Regions from separate parts of the Gossypium hirsutum genome. Here region 1 is linked to region 2. Evidence: chromatin contacts called from public Hi-C data. All regions are on one chromosome and are shown on one strand. Each heading gives the region's core, a stretch centred on a gene start, on an enhancer-like site or on the middle of the called end of the contact. The rest is flanking DNA. Distances are from core to core; before and after follow the strand shown. Region 1 holds the start of LOC121204727 (cyclic dof factor 2). Region 2 holds the start of LOC107936305 (5-methyltetrahydropteroyltriglutamate--homocysteine methyltransferase).

What was found. Hi-C and Micro-C count contacts between places; a contact is called where the count stands out from the background.
Region 1: a contact with region 2 is called in a Hi-C map of leaf, with 2.3 times the contacts expected there. The contact joins the promoter of LOC121204727 here to the promoter of LOC107936305 in region 2. A contact is called at or near these places in 2 of 34 Hi-C or Micro-C datasets (both in leaf).

Annotation. Positions count from the first base shown.
Region 1 is chrA08:123,815,623-123,819,068 of Gossypium_hirsutum_v2.1, reverse strand. It overlaps LOC121204727 (cyclic dof factor 2), which reads right to left and starts at 1,543. Exons shown (of 2, transcript XM_041075156.1): 1 at 1,275-1,543; 2 at 1-321. The coding sequence starts at 1,349.
Region 2 is chrA08:123,622,599-123,625,855 of Gossypium_hirsutum_v2.1, reverse strand. LOC107936305 (5-methyltetrahydropteroyltriglutamate--homocysteine methyltransferase) reads left to right here and starts at 1,595. Exons shown (of 12, transcript XM_016868997.2): 1 at 1,595-1,972. It overlaps LOC121204723 (a long non-coding RNA gene), which reads right to left and starts at 719. Exons shown (of 3, transcript XR_005899920.1): 1 at 249-719; 2 at 74-150.

The DNA.
Region 1 (3,446 bases), core at 294-2,793, 190 kb before region 2:
AGCTGTCCAATATCTCTGGCAATTCTTACAGAAATGTCGAGGTTGGTTGACATTATAGTTATTGAAATAACAGAATTTCGTGTCTAAGCTGTTGCACCGTGGACATGGAAGGATCTTGTCTGGCTTCTTGAAAACTATCTCCTGATCTGTTCTATTCGTCTCTGGCTGTTCGTCTTTGGGGTTAATTTGTACCTCATCCAGTTTCATACAAGTTTGAACTTCTTCCTTACCATTTTCCACCTTAATGGACTTATCTGGCTTACCAGATGTATTTGTTTGAGAAGTTTCAGTTGCCGGGTTTGTTTCCTCACCACATGTATCCTGAAATTCAAAACCAAAACAGCATTAGAAACTTGGTGATCAAGGAAAAAACATTGGAAACAACATCTCCAGCTCGATTATCATTAAATGAAACATAACAAACGACATCCTTGGCACGATTATCGTAAAACATCAGTTAGTTCACAATAATTCCATTAGCAACATGTAAGAAAGTATGACTGTAATACTTACATGAACAGCTGTTTTTCCCCATCATCCAAAGACAATGAATACATACACAAGTGTATATATATCTTTATAAAGCTGTTTTTCAATTCTGAAATCGGAAAATTAACGAAAATAATTGTTTTCTAAGCAAATTTCATCAAAAAGAAACGATGGTCACTTAAATTTGCTATAATGAACAACTCTCCTTGATAGAAATGGAGTTCTTATATATAGAAATCTGTATAAGAAATAAAAGGAAAAGAGGCATCAATTACTTCAGTTTCCTAAATAATCACTCTATAAAGAATCATGTTTTTTGACAAATTCCTAATAAATTATAATTTTTTTACTGCCCAAACCCAAAATCAATTTTTTTTCTCAAAAGAATTAAGGTATGTTTAGTTCATTTAAAACCATAAATTAGAGAAATGTAAAGTTAAGAAAGGAAACTAATCACAAATAAAAAAAAGAAATGAAACAATTTATAATTTATACCATAAAAAGCAAGCAGATTCATCCCAAAATACAAAGTCAAAAAATTCTTTCAATAAAACAAGAAAAATATGAAAAAAAATGCATTTTAAGTCATAAAAACTTCAACTATGGGTGCATACAACAGCTTCAAAGGTTAATATTTTCACCAACAAATCATAAACAACAAACCCAGAAATATTAAGCTAACAACAACAGCTAAAATTGTGGACAAGCAACACATATATACATTAAACCAAAATAAAAATAATATAAAAATTTTAAAAATGAACTTTGAATATATGTAAGCTTACCCCAGCATGAATCTGAGGTTCAAGCACAGGAATCTTCCTTCCAAAGAGCTTGAAAGCTGGATCTCCACCGTTCATTTTTTTTTACATACAATCTTTGACGTTTTTGCAGGTATGAAGAGCAAGAACCATAACTTTTAAGCCCCAAAAAATTTAAAATAAAGTTGATTTTAGAATGAGTAAAAGAAAATAAAGAAGACTCTTTTTAGAAGAAAGGAGGCAACTTTTTATAGTGTTTTTACTCTTTTTCACTAAAATCCCACAAAACCCCATAAAAACACAAAGAAAAATGAAAAAATATATATTTAAAAAAAAAAAGTCTCTGTGATAAAGCATAAAGAACGTGGAGGATCAGAGTAAAATTTTTTAAACTTTTCTGCCTTTTTTTTCTATTTGGAAATTATTTAATTATCGAATTTATTCCTAAATTAGTAATTAAATAAATTATAATCACCAATTAAAGCAAATCCTTTATAATAATGTTTTATCCATCACATAATGAATAAAGTTGTCAACATTCAGCAGCAGCATTTAATACAGTAATAACAATATGATAACAATTAATACATTATGTCTTATTTCAATAAAATAATATTCTAATTAAAAAATTATTCAAATTATTTAAAAATACTATATTTGATTTTTTTTTTTGGCTCTTGGCATGGTTATAAAAACTAGGCGATGTTATCTTATTTTTTATAATAAAAAATTGGGTACTCTTATTATATTTTTTGTGCAATTGGGTACGGATAAATTATTTGATTAAAATTATAGAATCATTTTATGGGATCTTGGAATTAAAAAGAGGGGAAAGAAATTGGAAATAAAATCATTATTAAATGTTGGAGTCTTATTTTAAAAGCAAAATAAAATAGTGAATTTTTTAAATATATCTCCAGACATATTAAATATTATTATATTATATTTTTATTAAGGCATTTGAACATTTAATTAAAAAAATAAATATATAAGGATGGTCCCATTTAGAATGATAAAAATATTTATATTATAATTTTCATAAAATAAATAAATAAATTATTAGAGTGTAATATAGAATTTGCTAGATTAATTTAGAAGAGAATAAAAGGGAGGTGGGGTTGGTGCCAGCTGGCATCCGAATCAGCAAAAGAAAAAAGGATTTGGATGTAGTGGCTAAGGATGATGCTGATGTAAGAAAGACAAACTTAAAGGCATTAAAAAGCTAAAAATACCCAAAATGTGGAGCCCCCTTTTGTAATAAAGTGAAACAACAAAATAAAAATAGTCGCTTTTTACGCCGCCTTCAATGTCTTTCCCCGTTTGCTTTATTTTTCTTACCACAGGGACCAAATTGCATTCCCGGCATTGGACAAGGACCTTTGGGTAAACTTTCACCAACTCATGTTATAGATTAAAAAATGCCACGTAATTTTTAAATGTCCACGTCATCAAACCAACAGTCTTATTGTTTAACTGTTGCAAAATTCACTGCTTCATTCAAATAATGTTATTAGACATAATTAACATTATATTGTAATCTTGTGACTATGAATTAAATTCTTTAATAAAATACATTAGATATTCCTAATGAAATTTTCATTAAGAAAAGATTGATGATATAAGAACAGCTGGCTAAAAAGAGGTAAGCAATTAACAACTTAATTAAGGGGAACATTGGATTTGGATTTGGATTTTTGTTGTTTATTTTTATTTAGGGTACATTTTTGTTTGGTGATTGGGAGTCCAAATGGGGTCCAAAATTTTGTTGCAATTTGCAAAGCTTGAGCTTCATTATATTAGACATAAAGAAGCTACCTACTTGCAAAACATTCTACTTACATCAATGTTTTAATGCATAATTTCAAGTTTAATTCTTGAATTTATTTAAATAAACTTAATTGGTACATTAACTTGTATTATGTCATCTAAGCCAATACTTCTACATTAAAATTGTTAGTTTCTATTGATGCGACACTGATAACAATCTGTTGGTAACATGTGATATTCTCTCAATATGCCACGTGGTAGATATAAATTTAAAAAAAATTAGAAATATATAAATTAATAAAAAAATACATACTTATTTTTCACATCAATAATCAATCTGGACAAAAATTTATACTATTTTTATTAATTTTTTTAAAATTTATTCTCGCCACATGGCATTTTGAGAAGCTGTCATATGTTGCCACCAAA
Region 2 (3,257 bases), core at 346-2,845:
TAATCAAGCAATAGAGTAGCAAATTTCACCAGATTGTATGTAAAAGACTTATAGGGGATTAACAAAAAATTACCTGGTAAGCGAGTTGGCTTGGAGAGGTGGAGATCACCTGAACCCTTTTGGTACAAGATTAACTTTGATGCAGCTTACCTTTCCAGATCAAACAAATCTTGCTTAGGGTTAATTACCCGTAATACAGATAGTAAGATAATGGGTTCGAGAATAATTATAAATGATCACGTACCTACCTTTATTGTAGCAGCGAGAGCGATAACATGTCTCCAGGCAGTTCAGATAAGGTTGGATTTGGGCCTCAGCAAGGTCGTGATTGAAGGAGATAATCTTTCAGTGATAAAAAAGCTACATGCAGGAGTGATTGGCATATCAGTGTTGAGTGCCTATATAATTGACGCAAAGAAAACCAGTGAAGATTTGTTGGATGTATGTTTAGGCATGTAACAAGAAACGAAAATGAGCTGGCCCACATTTTTGCTAAAGAGGGTTTGCGAAGGGAGGAAAATAATTATTTGTTGGAGAGGGTGTCTTCATATGTGATAGCAGCGGTGTGGAGATGGACAATTGGCGGACAAATCAAGCTTCTCTTAGTGTCCGAGGCTTGAAAGAAATGAAGAGATAAGGAAGTCTCGATTTTTTTTACTTGGAAAGAGACGTTTTATTTTTTGAAGGAGCCACTGGTTTTGTTGTTTTAGATGCCTTAAAAGAAGGGATGAGATAGCTCATTTATTATTGATTGGGTTATTTACGAGAAATAATGAAATGGTTTAATTTATTTATTTGTGAGGTTGGTTATTCAATTGTCGTTTCATATGGTAAAACTTTTGTAAACCTTTTATTTTTCAATTAATCTAATTCAGGAATTTTCAAAAAAAAAGTGAAAGTGTTTAGTAATTTTTTATTATTATACGGGCATGATAAAATTACTCTTTTTACTATTAAATGGATTAATTTAATCATTATATTATTTAAAAGAATTAAAATTTAATATTTTTAAAGTTTTTATAATTCAATGAAATTATTTGAAGTTGAATTACAAATAAAAAATATTTTTTATGTCACCTTTTAAACTGTAAATATTAATATGTTAAAATTATAGTTTTATTCAAAATTTTTAATAGCATAAATATTAAACTATTTCATTTAATTGTAGAATGATTAATTTAATTCAGTCTCTATAATAAAAAGAAATACATATTTATAAATTTAGGTTACTATTATGATAAATCTTAGTGAAGTAGAATTAAATAAATGTCATACCTATGATTTGATTTATATTTTTATTTAAAACATATGGTATTGTTTTATCGATATTTTAAAAATCGAGTCAATAATTAGTTCTGTTATCCTACTAATTTTTAGTTTAATCAATTTAATTATTAATTAAAAAATCATAAAAAAATATAAAATCAATTCTAAATTATTTACCCATTTATCCGATTTCTTTTAAAAATTCATGGACAATAAAATCAAATAAAATTTCCATAAAATTAAATATAATGTTAGGTTGGATCCAATTTGGATCACACCTATTTGGTTGGGATAATAATAAAACATTAATATTTACGAAACATTTTTTATCCGAAATTACAATCTCGTTTGTAGAAAAATACGTATTTTCTCTCACACACCGCCAACCAAAAACAACTCCACCACGCGCCACTTAAAAAGGCCGCGCGTATGCTTAAATTTCACTAAAATCTAAAACTAGAAAGAAAAAAAGAAGAAGCAAAATACAAAAAAAGAGAAGAAAAAAAAATCACCATCATCGTTAGATTCAGATCTGGGATTTCACTCATTTATAGCCAATAGTACACCATTTCAGCTATAAATAGCCAACCCCTCCACTCTCTAAAATTGTGCCACTTCTTCCTCTTCATCTCTCTCTCTATCTTTCTGTATCTCTTTGAGTTACTTATTTTTGGTTCTCTCTCCGGTTTCACCTCCGTTCACTTCGGTACGGTTCGGTTCCCTCCTTTCATATCCCACTGTTTGCGGTTCCCTGTCATTCTAACTCTTCTTTCTTTCCTTTCCTTGCTGGATCTTCATTACCATGATTTAAAAAAGAAAAAACATTGAGAGATTTGTGTATATTTTCACTGAGATCTTTTACTAAATGTAAACTTTTATTCTTGGTTATTTTTCTTTCTGGGATTTCATTAAATATGATCTAAAAGATTCCAAAAAAGTTGTGGTTTTTTTATTATTGAAATCTATTTGAAAGTCTCAGCATTTCGAATATAGCAGTTCATTTTCATTCTGGGTTTTCATTATTACGATTTAAAAACTCTGCTTCGAGTTGTTTCTATCGATTTTTCTTGCTGACATTTATTAAGAAGTGTAAGCATTCACTTGATTTTCTTTATGAGTTTTTATAAGTAATTGATTTAGCTTAGGTTTTTGGAATTATTCAAGATTCTGTGTTTTTTGTAGTGAGATCTAATCGTTAGTGTTAGTATTCTATCAGTTTATTTGGCTTTTCTTTTGTCTTGTCTGTTTTGAAAGCAATTTAATAGATCCAGTGTTTTGGGGTTTTATAATTGTATAGATCTAGTGCTTTAATCATTGGTTTATAGATCTGCATTTTGTTTGGTTCTCTATGTAACGGTGTATTTATATCTGATTCCTTTGGTTCCTATTTACAGTCACATGTTAGACTTCAAGCTTGATATATATAAAGCTCATCTATATAAAAAGTTCGATCAGTCTCGCCTACTTGAGTGAAGCATTAGGACACTCGAGTTTGGCTCATTTGATTGTTCGAGCTCGACCAAATACCTATCAAATTCTAATCTTTGTCTAGTTGCACCCGAGTACCTTCTAACTATAAGTGTCTCATTACACCCCTAAGTTGTCTTGCTTTCATATGAATATATTTTATTAGAGAAATATATGATAATTTCCAAACATTAATTCATATGATCTTTTGGTCTGTCTATACTGAATTCTATCACTTATTGGAATACAGGGGCATGCTAAAGTTGCATGCTAAGTTATTTTTAATACGTACCTTTATGTAATAATGTTGAACTTTGTCTTTTCTTTTATTTTTGTTTAGAAAATTTTAATCATTGGTTTATTGCTATAAATTGTCATTGGTTTATAGATCTGCATTTTGTTTGGTTCTCTATGTAACGGTGTATTTATATCTGATTCCTTTGGTTCCTATTTACAGTCACATGTTGGACTTCAAGCTTGATACGTATATAAAGCTCACCTATATAAAAAGTTCGATTAGTCTC